Linked DNA regions of Zea mays: regions 2 and 3 are each linked to region 1. A link is a contact called in public Hi-C data. All regions are on one chromosome and are shown on one strand. Each heading gives the region's core, a stretch centred on a gene start, on an enhancer-like site or on the middle of the called end of the contact. The rest is flanking DNA. Distances are from core to core; before and after follow the strand shown. Region 1 holds the start of LOC107521947 (gibberellin 20 oxidase 4). Region 2 holds the start of LOC103650913 (U-box domain-containing protein 4). Region 3 holds the start of LOC103650916 (PHD finger protein EHD3).

Region 1 (5,056 bases), core at 1,246-3,745:
CGTAGACGTATGCTATATAAGTATTAAAAAATAGTTTTTTAAGCTGGTGTCCTCAATTTTGCTATTGTTCTCGTTTTTATCTTTAGTTGTGTCACAAATTTAATCCGTACAACAAATCAAAAATACCATACCCTTCTTATATTAATTTTCTAACATAACATTTGTTTAGATATTTTCAGTCGTGAAAATACAATTCTAATTCTAACGTCGTAGTATCAAATCAAACCATCCAGAATTTGACCAAGCTTAATTATAAAAAATATAAAATTTATGATACTGAATAGATAGCATTAGATTTGTTATATAATATATTTTTATAAAATACCATTTTTATGGTATAAATATTGGTACTCCTTTACTTTAAACTATAGATAGTTTTGACTAAGGATGCAACTAGAATTGCATCCTCTTTTCACTGCACCTTCATTAGTTTTAATATTTATTTAGATGGGCCCTTGCAAACTGTAGATATCATCTCTTGCAACATTCTTTCTATAGCACCACGAAAATGTATTGCGGCTTTGAAATTATAATTGAATTAGTTGTATCATTTCTTTCACCGATGCGTTAAATTCAAAATTAAGTGTTATATTTCTTCATAATTTGTTAAATATATAGACCCTATAATCCACCATTATTTACTATAATAGCATACATTAACATTGGTTTTAGCCTACACTACGACACTCGAGGCATTGAATTTTCCTCTATCAAAGAATTATATGTGTAGTAGTATTGTTCTTGACAAAAAGGGGGATTAAAATTAAACTACCAATATTGATACTTATCTTATCACATCCATGAATACAATCAACACTCTTACAAAAGATAAGATACAAGATTAAAAAGTACCATGATAATACATTAAGATTATTAGCAATGCATTAAATTAAATAAATGTGCAAGTGAATCATGATTTTAGTTTTATCTATTTTACTTTTAAAATATGATATTCTCTGACTACTTCTAAGCATAAATGTGATTCTAAGTCATGACCGATCGTGCTTATTCAGAAAAATGAAGGAGACACAGATTTCTATAAAAAAAGGTTGTCATGGGACTATTGGGTCAACCATCTTATTCATTTGGGAAAATAAGTTTAGAACACATCAACCCATTTTAGATGTTGAGTTTGGCCCTAATGGTCCATTGACCTTACTTTTGTGGGTTGACATAGACCATCTATCCCAAGTTATTGTTGTGTCACATTCCCTGATATCATGAATCTATATTTTAGCTTTCCGTTTTCATATTTTTAGTCGTTACATATTTTTTATCCGCGTACTAGATTAAAACTCTAGTTGTTGCAATACATTTTGTTCATTTTTTTCTATTTCTTCTTTACTAACAACATATTCTAGTTCCTAGCTACATTCTTAAGTACCATAGTGCTATAAACATTTTTTATCCTACATTATTCCACTTAAGAAATTGAATTTTCTGCATAAAAAAATTATATGTCCAGTAGTGTTGTCTTATAAAAGCATAAAGTGATTAAAATTAAAACCATTATTGATATCTTATTTTTCAAAAAAAAATATAAGCTTATAGAAAGTGAATTAATTTCATGGTAAATTAATATAGTTTAAATTGAATTATTAGTGTTATTACTATGTTTATTATCAATGAAACATTTTTCATGGTTGATATAACTTAGTGTTACTTATTTTAGTATTTTTTATATAATTCTAGTTAACTTTTAGTTTTTGATTTAAAAAAACGAGAATTGTGTCCTTTTGTGGAGTGAGTATAAAGAAAGTAATATCTGTTCATCATAATTTGGTTTTTTAAGGTACGTGAAACTTGCTTTATATTTGGACTCAAGCTATGTCTAAATACATAGTAAAAAAGCAATATTTCTAGAAAAGACAAAACATCTTATAATTTAGAATCAAGGAAATATATAGATTTTATGTGCAGTGAGAAGCCATTTACAATGGAACGTTCAACGTTGGGCCAATAGATATTTTGCGATATGATGATGGGCATATTTTTGCATGGTTGTCCCTCCACTAGCTATAGTTTGATGATACGATACGCTGCACACACCATTGGGTTGTACCATGTTAGTGTAGCAACAGTAGAAACCCAATTGTGGCCGTGAACCATGATAATACTAGGTAGAGTGCTAGCTAGAGGTTTCAGGCTATTGATGCGTGAATTAAACTTTCTGTTGTGTTGCGAGGAAACGAGTATTGTGAAATATTTGAAACGGTTTTTTTTGTGAAAGATTTGAAACGGTATTTTTGTTGTGAAATAAAGATCAAGGCTAAATAAATTCAAACTAATAAAACATATTAATTGACGGCCTGAAGCCCCCGCCCCCATGGCCCCATGCCATAGCATCAGGTCCCACATGACATGAGGCCGCGCCTCCCTCTATGTTGGCTCCCTGCCTTCGCCGTTGTCGTCGCTCCCGAACTCCCTCTCCTCCCCTGTTACAAATACCCCCACCCGCCCGGACAGCTTCCCTGCACACTCGCAGCTCGCACATCTCATGGTGTCCTAAGAACGGCAAGAGCCAGCTCTGCCTAGCAGCAGCGCACAGCCACATCCATGGACGCCAGCCCGACCCCACCGCTCCCCCTCCGCGCCCCAACTCCCAGCATTGACCTCCCCGCTGGCAAGGACAGGGCCGACGCGGCGGCTAACAAGGCCGCGGCTGTGTTCGACCTGCGCCGGGAGCCCAAGATCCCGGAGCCATTCCTGTGGCCGCACGAAGAGGCGCGGCCGACCTCGGCCGCGGAGCTGGAGGTGCCGGTGGTGGACGTGGGCGTGCTGCGCAATGGCGACGGCGCGGGGCTCCGCCGCGCCGCGGCGCAAGTGGCGGCGGCGTGCGCGACGCACGGGTTCTTCCAGGTGTGCGGGCACGGCGTGGACGCGGCGCTGGGGCGCGCCGCGCTGGACGGCGCCAGCGACTTCTTCCGGCTGCCGCTGGCTGAGAAGCAGCGGGCCCGGCGCGTCCCCGGCACCGTGTCCGGGTACACGAGCGCGCACGCCGACCGGTTCGCGTCCAAGCTCCCCTGGAAGGAGACCCTGTCCTTCGGCTTCCACGACGGCGCCGCGGCGCCCGTCGTCGTGGACTACTTCACCGGCACCCTCGGCCAAGATTTCGAGCCAGTGGGGTGAGTAAAGAAGAAGATGGCGCCGAATTTACATTTATAAGTAGGACCAGCAGAAGCCCCTGCCCCTGGGGGCCTTAGCATTGCATTCGACTGATGAATACGCATGGCAGGCGGGTGTACCAGAGGTACTGCGAGGAGATGAAGGAGCTGTCGCTGACGATCATGGAGCTGCTGGAGCTGAGCCTGGGCGTGGAGCGCGGCTACTACCGGGAGTTCTTCGAGGACAGCCGCTCCATCATGCGGTGCAACTACTACCCGCCGTGCCCGGTGCCGGAGCGCACGCTGGGCACGGGCCCGCACTGCGACCCCACGGCGCTGACCATCCTCCTGCAGGACGACGTCGGCGGGCTGGAGGTCCTGGTGGACGGCGAGTGGCGCCCCGTCCGGCCCGTCCCAGGCGCCATGGTCATCAACATCGGCGACACCTTCATGGTAACGAACGAAAGCGCCGGCTCCTCTGCTTTTCTTGGCCTCTTTGTCCCTGCCCTGTGCTGCTGTGCATATTCATTCATTCAGTTCTCTGTGGGGTTTTTTTTTTGTTTAATTTTTTTTTGGGATCGTATCCAGTGCACAAGGGCCACGCCGTGCACAAATGCACAAAACGAAATCTGGCCGTCCATTTTCCATCCAACGACATGACGGCGCGGGGGGTTTTTCACAAAACAGACTCGGCAAGCTACGGAGGTTGCGGGAGGGTTCATCTGCATATTTACGACGGCCGTTGGATGGAAAATGGACGGCCAGATTTCGTTTTGTGTATTTGTGCACGGCGTGGCCCTTGTGCACTGGATACGATCCCATTTTTTTTTTTGCCCCGAATCCTAGTGGACCTAACTGGACAGATTACAGCACGCACACGTAGGCATGTCATGTAGCAGCACTGCAGTCGGGTGCAGTCCAGTCCAGTCCTGTCCAGCCGCGACACTGTAGTACATAGCGATGCAACGGAGACACGCGTTGGAGTTGGTTCCATCTCTTCTCGGCGGCCGTGCCGAGGCTTCCGCGGGGAAGCTGCGACAACAGAACGGACCGCCGGGGGTGGGCAGGCAGCAAGCTCCCTGTTGGCTTGTGCCGTTGCGCAGCGGCGGGTACCGGACAACGCTTTCGGCGGCGCGCGGCCTCGTCGGCTTCCCCTGTTTTTGATGCCGCCTCTCGGTGTCCGGGGACCGGGAGGATCGATGGGGCCCGTGCCGTCTGATCCGCCACGCGAGCGGTCCTATGCGATGCGCCGCACGAGCGCGGGGGGGCCGTGGAACAGTACACAGCTGGGTCACTCACTCACTCATCCCGCTGGTTGTGGCTGCTTGGTTGCAACTTGGCTCGGCTGTCTGTCTGTTGCCCCCGCCGCGTTTTCTAGCCGTTTCCGCTTTGCTCGCGGTTTCGCTGGCGATCCGGCACGCGGCGCCCACACCCGGGGCTGGCCCCTTGGCCGAGTGGGTGGCAGGCACTTGCATGCATCCGGCCGGTTTCCCGCGACCAAGCTGGCCCGCCGCAACAATGAGAGTGAGACGAGACTTTGTGTCAGTGTGTGTATGTACATGTATGTCTGCGCGACAGCCCTACCGTCCGACACGATGATTCTTGTGCACTGTACTGTACTGTACTAACTCCCCCCACCCCCTCCGGTATGTAACGCATGCCATATGCAGGCGCTGTCCAACGGGCGGTACAAGAGCTGCCTGCACCGCGCGGTGGTGAACCGGCGGCAGGAGCGGCAATCGCTGGCCTTCTTCCTGTGCCCGCGCGAGGACCGGGTGGTGCGCCCGCCGGCCAGCGCCGCGCCGCGGCAGTACCCGGACTTCACCTGGGCCGACCTCATGCGCTTCACGCAGCGCCACTACCGCGCCGACACCCGCACGCTGGACGCCTTCACCCGCTGGCTCTCCCACGGCCCGGCGGCGGCGGCTCCCTGCACCTAACGAGCCGGCCGT
Region 2 (5,056 bases), core at 1,865-4,364, 140 kb after region 1:
CGATCTTAATTACAAATCCTTGCTGCGGTCAGTGCGTGCCATTTGCACACATTTGATTTGGACCAGTTGATGACAGGCCTGGTGGCCAAGGCCCATGTTGGAGTTGAGTTGTGCTCTGCTGACTGCAGTCCAGTTTCAGTCACTTTGCAAGCGTGCAAACATTACCTTAAGTATCATGATCGTTGATCGCTGCCAGCCATATTTTTGTTCGATTGGACTGTTAAACTCAAGTGTCCATGCTCCCTTTTATGATTGGTTATGTAAACCTCTATTGTTTTACTTCAAGTCTTCAACTTCTCCCAAATTTTTTTCCTGTTGTGAGCAAAAAATGTAATCAATAAATTGGGTTGAAGGCAATCGTTTTATAATTATGCTCCCAATTATAATTATGTTCTGTTTTTATGTAGTGTTGAAGGCAATCGTTTTACTGACACGTAAACTTTGCAGTGAAATCAATGCAGGATTTTTTTTACTCAAACGCAGAACAAAGAGAGAAGATGGTCGCTGCAGAGAGACGCCAAGTCGATAAACGTGTCAAACGGATTATTGAGTTGAAAAATAAGGTAATTTATTTTGAGTTTTTTGCGCAGAGTATAATATTTCCATATGTTAGAATATAATATAAGTGAATTGTCCCATATTTCTATATTTCTATATTTCTATCGGTTTAAGCTTTTGAGTTGAATTGATTGGTACATGCAACTTAATATTATACCAGAGGCAGAAGTCTCGAGTTCGAATCCTGATTAGCACAATTAAAAAAATAATTATTGCTCGTTTCTATATTCCACGTCATAGACTCAAAAGAGGCTCAACGCAAGGAGGAGTGTTGGAATATAATATAAGTGAATTGCCCACATCTTTTTATCAGCTTAAGCTTTTAATTTGAATTGACTAGTGCATGCAACTCAATACCATATGCTGTATTATAGTGGGTAAAATTGTTGTCATCGTTTCTTGCATGCAGGTTTGTGCAACTCAATACCATATGCTGTATCAGAAGGGCATTGACCCTCCATCTCTGGATCTTCTTGCTAGAGCAGGGGTAATCTATTGGTGGTTCCATGATCCAAATTAATTTTCATCCTTGAATGGATTTATGTTTTTATAATGTGGATCTCATGAAGTTAACATTTAAAATAGGCATTTTCTGATTAAATCATGCTCCGAAAAGACAATTTATGGTGAAAATAAATAAAATAAACCCATGTATCAATGTGGTTTTAGTGACCCTTCCTGTGGGAAAATGCTGAAAGCTGTGCATCTAAGGTGTTTTCTTGATATTAATTTTGACAATGACTCCAGCTATAAACAAGGCATGTTTTAGATTGCATGGAACCAAACCAGCTCGTATATTTATTCCAGTCTCTATATAATATATATTGAAGTATGACATTATAAAAATGTTTTTACTAAATTCATCTTATTATAGCTTTCTGTACTTCTTAAATATACTACAAGATACTAGTGAAAACATTTTGGAGGCTGGTAATGTCCAAAAATGTACTCCCTCCATCCAAAAAGAATGGAAGTTTCACTTCACGAGAGAGGTCAAACAATCTTAATTTTGACTAGGTTTATAGTAAATATTATATACGTTTGGATCTTCAGTCAGGTTTATTTGAAAATATATTTCCATGATTAAACTAGTGATACTTGCACATCCTAAACATCAACACTGTTATATATATTTGGTCAAAATTTAGATTATTCTGACTCGTTGGGAAGCAATACTTGTAATTTTTTTTGAGACAAGGCAGTATTTGTTACTGGAGAGTAAGCTCTTTGCATGAAAGCTTATTAATAGCATGATCTGTTTGTTAAATCCATGTTAGTATTTTACTATTTTAGGTGTGCGGCCTGAAATGATTTACAGATCATTGCTCTTCGAAGAGCAAAGAGGAGAAATATGGAGAGGCTTGTGCTAGCATGTGGTGGTGAAGCAGTCAATTCAGTTGATGACTTGACTGAACGTTGTCTTGGTTGGGCTGGTCTTGTCTATGATCATGTTCTTGGAGAAGAAAAGTACACATTTGTGGAGAATGTGAAAAATCCTCACTCTTGTACTATACTAATTAAAGGTTGTTTATTCTTAAGAAACAACATCGTCTTCTCTGACACCCTAATTGAGCTGTGAATTGATTATCGTTTGACATATTCAGGACCTAATGACCATACCATTGCACAAACCAAGGATGCTGTCCGTGATGGTCTAAGATCAGTTAAGAACACAATTGAAGATGGAGCAGCCGTGCTGGTATGATTTATAATTTTTCTCTGTTCTGAAAGCTAGCAGGAATTAGGAAGAAGACTTTTGGGGTTTTGCCTTTTGTATTCACCATTGTTGACTCTGACAAAGGTTGCTACTTGCTAGTCTGGTTGGTGTTATTGGTAACTTACTCAACCTTGCATCTATAATAAGTTTGATAAAGGGCAATCTGGTTGTTTTCCCTTCATTTTTACAGTTTTCTTAATTCATTTGTTCTATGCTTATTTAACATACATCCGAATCAGGGGTGTGTGGGTTGCTTCTTCTAAAATAGCCAGGACAAAATTATGAAGTTAGAAAAAAAAGAAGATAAACTCACAATTAGACTGTAGGACGAGGACAAAAACACCGGTTTCCGATACATTTGTGGTTCCAGTTAGTCTCTTTTCAAAAAGTAGGTTGCATTCGGTCATTGTTCTGTACGTTGTTTTAATCTTTGGATTACTATTGGGTGTAGGGATGAAAATGGATACTGTCATTGTTCTGTACGTTGTTTTAATCTCTGGATTACTATTGGGTGTAGGGATGAAAATGGATAATTGAATTGTTAGAACAAATTTAATATTTTAAAGTAGATATGTACGTAATCTGTTCTTATATTATCAAACATATTATTGTAATAAGAATATTTTTTGTATAAATGATGTTATGCATTATTTGAACACGTAACTCCAAACTCGGCACGCAACTACGTGCCAAATACGGATACGGAGGTGTGCTTTGCTGGAGTTGGTCTGGCGTTATTCTCCTTCACGGCTCCCTTGACCGTGAGCCAGTAAGAACACCAGTCCGTCCGTACACGCGGAGTGGCGAATAAAAAACACGCCATGTGGGGCCCACTCCAAGAGAAAAAAAAACCGCGCCCCGCCTCCCAGTCCGTGCAGTCTGGTACAAGCAAACCCAGCAGCGCCGGGAATCAGCGATCAGCTGCGGGGCCCACGGGACTCTGGGAGCAGTTGCAGACGGACCTTATGGGCGTCGGTGCATCGGGTCTAGCGGAGACCCGCCATTCCCCTCCAGTTGGCCCCACCAGTCAGTAAAAGAAAGCACCCGGACCACCACGGACTTGCACCATCCAGCTCCACTTTCAACCACTCCGTCCGTCCTCTCCCCTTCGTCGCGCTGGTCGCTGCCGCCTCCCCCTCGTGTTCACACTCCTCTAGGCACCCTCAGGCCCCACGGTCTTCGTCCTCGCCTCGGCGTCTCAGCCTCGCGACCCGCGTGGAGCTCACGGCGGCGACCGCCATTGTAGTTCCCGGAGGTACAAAGCCCGCCTCTCTCTCTCTCTCTCCTCGCTGGAATGACTTGCTTTCTTCGCTTGTAGCGTTTCTCGGCTCCCGTGTATCGTAATCATCATCACGCGCGTTTGATTGCTTTGGGCTTTGGCATCGTCCCGTGCAGTTCCTTCAGCATTTGTGATTTAGGTGCTTGTTCAAGTGCTGCGATTACAGGGGGGGTGGGAGCTTGATTTGGTGCGCAAGGTGCGTAAACCTCGCACACGTGCACGCACGGCGCGCTCTGAGGTTGGGATCGGGAGTAGCAGTAGGTGTTTCAGGTGATCCTGTGTTTCCGCTCGGCTAGAGGCCCTGTGATTACGACAGATTTAAGGCTTAGGGGGTAATTGGATTTAGTGAGCTTACTATGGGAAGAGTACTCTTTGGGCTAAGTGGAGTTTCTGATCGTCAGCTTTTGCATGCGTTGAGTATGATAATTCGTTGTTCTCATGCCCAAGTTTCCACATTCCAAGAGATAGGAACGAAAGTACTCTGTATGCGCGATTTAAGGTCAAATACATTCGATAGGCTATACTGGCGATCACTTTATGGGATGTGCTTGTATATTTGACTGTCTATGTTTCCTTAAGTGGAGTAAGACCCATAAATGGCGTCTGAAATTTCTTTAAGCTGTACCACAATTTGTTTTTTTTTTTTGGCTTTGGTAAGTTCTACAGCTAAAATAGAGTCTTCAATCTTCATACAGGTCAATGGAGGAGTCAGTGCCAATGTCAGTAATCAGCAGTATTTCAAACTTCCGCACGCTGTCTACCAGCAGTGTGGTAGAAACTGAGCTAGTTAAGAGATACTGCCGGAAGATCAATGAAATCCTGGGTCTTTTGAAGCTGGTCCTGGATGAAGTTATCCCCCAGATTAGTCTAGATGATAGGATGCTTGAGGGACTAGCTGCTACTATCAATGATGCGATAAAGCTAGTTGGAAGCTGGGATTTGATGATGAGCAAAATCTATTTCGTAACTCCCTTATCTCTCCCATTTACTACTGTCATTCACATAAGGCACAACTTATAGCTTGCACAATGCTGTCGTTATTTGATACTTGCAAGTTATTATATCAAGGTTATGCTGGTGGAGTCCCTTATTACCAAGATGCAAAACTATGTGCTTGAAGTGTGCCAAGTTGTCAATTCTGAAGTGACACCACCAGAAACCAATCGTATTTCAGTGTACTTGGAGGTAGTGAAAGAGCTTTATTGTCATATCAGTAGCACTCCTTTCAATTGTTCTCATCTTCCAATGATTTATGTTCTTGCAAATTTCAGAAAATAAAGCAATTTCAATGTGACAAAATTATGGGTATCATCAAGGAGGCTTCCAGGGATATTGCCGGAAAATTTACACCAAAGTCAGAGACATTGACAAAGATCCAGGTCTCTTTGAGCTTATCCACAAATCAAGAGTTACTGATGGAGGCTGTTGCCCTTGCCAAGATTAGAACAAGAGTCGATGCTGAGGATAGTTCAGAACTAGATGGTATCAACCATATCTCTGAA
Region 3 (5,056 bases), core at 1,548-4,047, 130 kb before region 1:
TTTTGTTGACAAAGAAGAATGAACACTTGCCGGTCTTGGTGACCGTTGGAGAGAGGGAAAGGGGTTGAAAAAGACCCATCCTTAGTGGACTCCTCAATGGGGATTAGGTTCTTGGTGAACCAAACCTCAGTAAAACAAATCACCTGTGTGACTTGTGTTTATTGCTTGTGAGTTGTTTGTCTTCTCCCTCTCTAAGTTTTCTTTCACTATTCTTTATTGATATTGCTTTGTGTTGCTTCAGGTTAAATTCTCATATATAGAAGCAACGCCTTGCAAGAAAGAACTTGCGATTTTCCTCTTTTTATCTAAGCCCTCTCGCTTCATTCTCCATAAACATTTTAGTTGAGTTGCCTTTTATTAATTCAACATTCTTTGAAAGCAATACTCTTAGGAAGCAAAGGACTTAGTTTTATACTTCGATAATTGCTCATCTTGTTCTAACCGCTAATCAAGGGATCAAGTCCAGGTTTAAAGTTATTATTTTCAGATTTTGCCTATTCACCCCCTATAGGCGACTTTCACCATGCCCAGACCATGGAAGCAGTATCGAAGGGTCTCTATCAAGCATGATGTCAGATACGTGTCCCCATGACCAGTGGGACCGGACAACCCTAGCCGTAGAAACCTCAGCATCGGGGTCTCTATAGTGACCCATACACCGGAGGGGACAAGGCATTACGTCGTACCAGGCATACTCCTACACATGATGAAAGGTTAAATTAAGGGGATGACGGAAGACGAAGCTGTACTGAAGACATCCCTAAGCCAAGCCTTGAGATGACTCAACAAAATCCACCAAACTCCACCATGTCTAAATCGGAGCAACAATTGGAAGGCGGACGAGACACGACACCATACCAAAGGTACGAACAACGCACGCCTCGACAGATGACTCCATAGGGGCTACGAGGCCTAGAAGCACGACACAACAAATGAGACCATATGAGCCACGATGCCTAGAAGCGGGAGGCCAAACTCCACCCTAGTAAAATACTAGTCCTCATTGTAACATCTTCCCTTGAGCTATAAATGGGCAAGATAACCCCCATCCAAAGATCATCCCATATCCCACGCCCCACATCCCACATCCGATATTCCACATCCCACATCCCACATCCCATATCCCATATCCAACTTCACACAAGCACCCAACTGTAACACGTTCTAAGCAATACTACTGTCAGCACTACACTGGACTAGGGCTCCGGCCTGAACCAGTATAACCCCTTCCACCTCAGATCCACCTTCGAGCTCCTATAGCTCACCATTCGAAGCGAGTCCGCGCTAACACCCCTGTCGAACACAAATCTTATTATCCACCGGTTCTAGAAACCACGACAGTCCGGTGCCTGTGAGAGGACGGTTCGGAAACCAGACAGACGATTCGGCTCAGTTGGCCGGATGGTTGAGCAATGACCAGAGGCCGCAAGGTCCACGCGCCTTCAAGCGTCGACAATCGGAAACAGGTACGCCAAAGCAAAATTCATGTAAAACATCTGGTCGACTGGTTAAAGTCGTCTATGCTTTTGATCAGTTACTCTCCAAATACACCAGCAAAAATGTCGTCCCACATGGTCGGCCAACAAAGCAACCCCGGTCACTCGCAAAGGCAATACTGCCGAATAAAACGACCCAAAAGGCGACATAACAAGTGTCGCATGTTCATCCAATGATGCCATGATACTTTTCACTAGCCTATCCATCGTCGACATATTGTTCTGTTCAAACATGGAGTAATGCGGCGATGAATCCATATTACATGTACAATCCCTTTGCTTATTTGGGTTTGGGGCACCTCGATTTTGATCCTATTGACCCATTGATCAAGCAGTCATTGCCGAGAAAGATGCAATCCTAAACGACCTTTATATATTAGAGCTTTATTAAATGATTACCTTATTAGATTGAAAAAGATGGTGATTTGCATCATGCTTAATTCATACTTCGGAAACAAAATAACTTGTGAGATCTATTGTTTCTCAAAGGGTGCTGATAGTACATATGCTTTTGGTTTGTCAGTATCCACCAAAGACAGGGGGCATGTGTTGAGCACCAGAATGGGAAGGCGGATGGTCCGGCCCTATACCCGAATGGTCTACGTTCCGGACGGTCCGCGCTTGAACAAAATCGGTTAGGGTTCCTGATTTCTTAGCAAACTCCGCGAGATTTGTTTAGGAACCGACTTGTAACTGATCCATACTTCCCTCTTATATAAACGAAGGGGTTCGATCGATTGACACACCTACAATCGATCCAATAAAATATATTTATCAAATTTACCTTATTTGCATTGTTCTTTCCATTCATTAGTAGTAGGAGTAATCTAGCTTTAGTTTAGCCCTAGTATTAGTCTTTTTCGACCTATTAGTTCATCTCTAAGTGACTCTACATCGCCTAAGGACATCCGGGTGTACTGTCGATCCCTGAGCACCTCTGGAACTCTCCTCGACGAGATCCATCTCGAGGGGCGAGTTCTAGAGTTCTTCGCGAAGAAGACCCTCTGCGCACATGTGGACCGTCCGATCCAGAGCGCGGACCGTCCGGCACGTGAGCAGAGGATACACGATCCTACCGTAGGGTCGCAGACACGTCCCGCCAATCGTCTACGCCACCGCAAAGAGCACAGTCATATGGTTCGCCCTCTTTCCTACTCATGCATCTTAACCTTCTAGCTGAATTTTGACGATAGGCCCGAACTTTCCGCCATGGAATCTACATTACGTCATAAATTCACCCGATCCAATTGAGCGGTGCCTTGCATATCCTGCATCAAATGGAAGCTGTCGATTCCGGGGTGAATTTTGTCTGACCAGGTTGCCATTCTGTGTCGCAAACTCGCAACCAATCCGTACCGGAATCACGGGAGATGTGGACGTGCCCAGATGAAATTCCAGCGGTAGATGCCAACCTTGTGTCCGGCGACCGGCGTGCTCCGGTTGCCGGGGCTGGGTGGGCAACACACAAATCTAGTGCCTGGCACCTGGCAGCAACGGCGGAGAGACGATGCGCGCCAGGTAGATCCTCAGCACGGTCTGAAATCTGCAAGGAGGTGGGGGCGAAAGCATGCGCTACTATGCTAGAAGCTCCTCATCCCGGTCGGTAAACGCCACTGCCGCCGCGAGCTCACCTCCGACGGGACGGAACGAAGCCGCTGCCACCCGAGGGAACCGCGTCGACCAATCCCACCCTAACGACATCGCCTCAGCACCAGCAAGCTGGCCACACCAATCCCCCGGCCTCGCGCCCCTCGAGCCCCCGATCCAAATGGTGCAGGCGGACCAGTAGCGGCGCCCACCGCGCCGCCAATTGGCACTGCGGCCGCCACTACGTCCGAAAAACTCGCGATCGTGGGACCTCCGATCCCGTCCCATGGTCCCGCCGGCCTGTCCGTGCCTTCCCAAGTTCCTAGCACCACCGCCGCGCGCCGCGCCGGTGCCGAGGGAGCGGCAGCAGTAACCGGCAGGCGAATTTGAATCCAGCTGCGCGGCGGGGCGAACTCGCTCTCATGCGCAGGCGTGGCTTGGCGTTCAGCGTCGGCCCCAACCGCGGCCGACCCTCGTGCGCCGGGGCTACGACCGTTCGGGGCCCTCCCTGCCTCCACGCGGAAGCTCTTCTTCCTCCCTCAAGACGCGAACCCCGTTGCCTCTCGGGTCATCTTCGCCACACCGTCCTGCCCGGACCGCCGTGGCGCTCTGCCTCGATCTACCAAATCCATGGCTCGGCACGAGGATGCGGACGCAGAACAATCACTTCCATCCGCCAGCGCGTTGTCTCGCCGTCGGATCGCGGGATGGGAGATACGAAACCAACCAGGTAATCAACTGGCTAACATTTCCTTCCCCCTACTGGATCAACTTAATTTGTGTAAGCTCGCATCGTGCAGCTTGCCGATCATTCGATCAATTGGTTGTGTGTATTTATCTATCTGGCTGTCCAAATTTGTATGCGTAAGCTCCCCGCACGTTCTAACGCATGCAGAGTTGCGGACTGTCGTGGCACAAAGTGTCTTACTGGGAATTCTTGACGGAACACTTATATTTTTACAAGGTTTGAAACAAAGTGTCTTAGGCAAGGGATAAAATACTCTTACTATTCAAAATTGAATAATAAGAGGGGTTTTATTCTCTTCAGGGCTGATTTGATGACCAGGGATCACGGGAATTGAGGGGGAAATGAACTAATTTTTTCCTCAATCCCTCCAATCCCCCCGTCATCTGCATCTAGATCGGAGGTGATTGAGGGAGATTAAATTTCTTGTATTCAATTTTGGATAGCAAGAGATTTAATTTTCTCCGATCCCTTTCAATCCACTCTAACAGAACAAGCACTCAATCTCTTTGTTCTCAAACACGCCTTTAAATCTTTAATGAGAATTCTTGAAGGACCAGTGTTCCATACATTACATGTTCATGTTGCGAGTTTGCGAATGGCTGACTGTGCTAACTGCTAAGAATGACCCTTCAGAACAGCATCAAGAGCGGGATAGAAACGGAACATATTGACCACTCGTGATGAGAAATAATATATGCTGCTAATTACTGGAACAAGCACAATCTGCAGCTATGTTGCAATTGTGTAAGTCTATTCCTATTTTTTCTTTGTTCCCCATCTCTGTTCTGGACAGGAGCAGCTGCCGTTAGTATCGTTTCTTTTTGACCTGGCTGCCGTTAGTATCGTTTTTTTTACCTGGCTGCCGTTAGTATCTTGACCAAGAGCATCACAAAGCTCGGTCATTACTCTTGTTTGCATCATAGAGTGAACATCGTCTCTTGCTTATTCAACCGCATTGCAGCTGAGAGGACTTCATGGTTTCTTCCTTACTATATCTGCGATATCCGATATGTTAGTTCACAAGATGCTGACATACTAAAGGCACTGTATTTATGGCCAGTTCTGTTCAGTAATATCTTCCTTTACAGTTTAACTTGATTCGGCAAGAACTCTCGTGAGAACACAATCTACTTATTTCATTATTATCTTCTGCTGTTCTATTTTTTTTAAAAAACTTGAACTGAGAACAAACCCTATACATTTGCATTATGTGCAATGGGAGAAA

What was found. Hi-C and Micro-C count contacts between places; a contact is called where the count stands out from the background.
Region 2: a contact with region 1 is called in a Hi-C map of bundle sheath, with 1.9 times the contacts expected there. The contact joins the promoter of LOC103650913 here to the promoter of LOC107521947 in region 1. A contact is called at or near these places in 4 of 25 Hi-C or Micro-C datasets (bundle sheath, leaf and leaf mesophyll).
Region 3: a Hi-C map of seedling shows a contact between it and region 1, with 3 times the contacts expected there. The contact joins the promoter of LOC103650916 here to the promoter of LOC107521947 in region 1. A contact is called at or near these places in 6 of 25 Hi-C or Micro-C datasets (bundle sheath, ear, leaf and 2 more).

Annotation. Positions count from the first base shown.
Region 1 is chr3:175,549,752-175,554,807 of Zm-B73-REFERENCE-NAM-5.0, reverse strand. LOC107521947 (gibberellin 20 oxidase 4) reads left to right here and starts at 2,495. Exons shown (of 3, transcript NM_001321686.1): 1 at 2,495-3,125; 2 at 3,236-3,557; 3 at 4,775-5,056. The coding sequence starts at 2,557. The coding sequence ends at 5,044.
Region 2 is chr3:175,412,023-175,417,078 of Zm-B73-REFERENCE-NAM-5.0, reverse strand. It overlaps LOC103650913 (U-box domain-containing protein 4), which reads left to right and starts at 3,114. Exons shown (of 5, transcript XM_008676506.4): 1 at 3,114-3,530; 2 at 4,250-4,517; 3 at 4,623-4,739; 4 at 4,826-5,056. The coding sequence starts at 4,254.
Region 3 is chr3:175,681,155-175,686,210 of Zm-B73-REFERENCE-NAM-5.0, reverse strand. LOC103650916 (PHD finger protein EHD3) reads left to right here and starts at 2,797. Exons shown (of 4, transcript XM_035966364.1): 1 at 2,797-3,813. LOC103650917 (a long non-coding RNA gene) reads right to left here. Exons shown (of 3, transcript XR_564478.2): 3 at 4,337-4,826.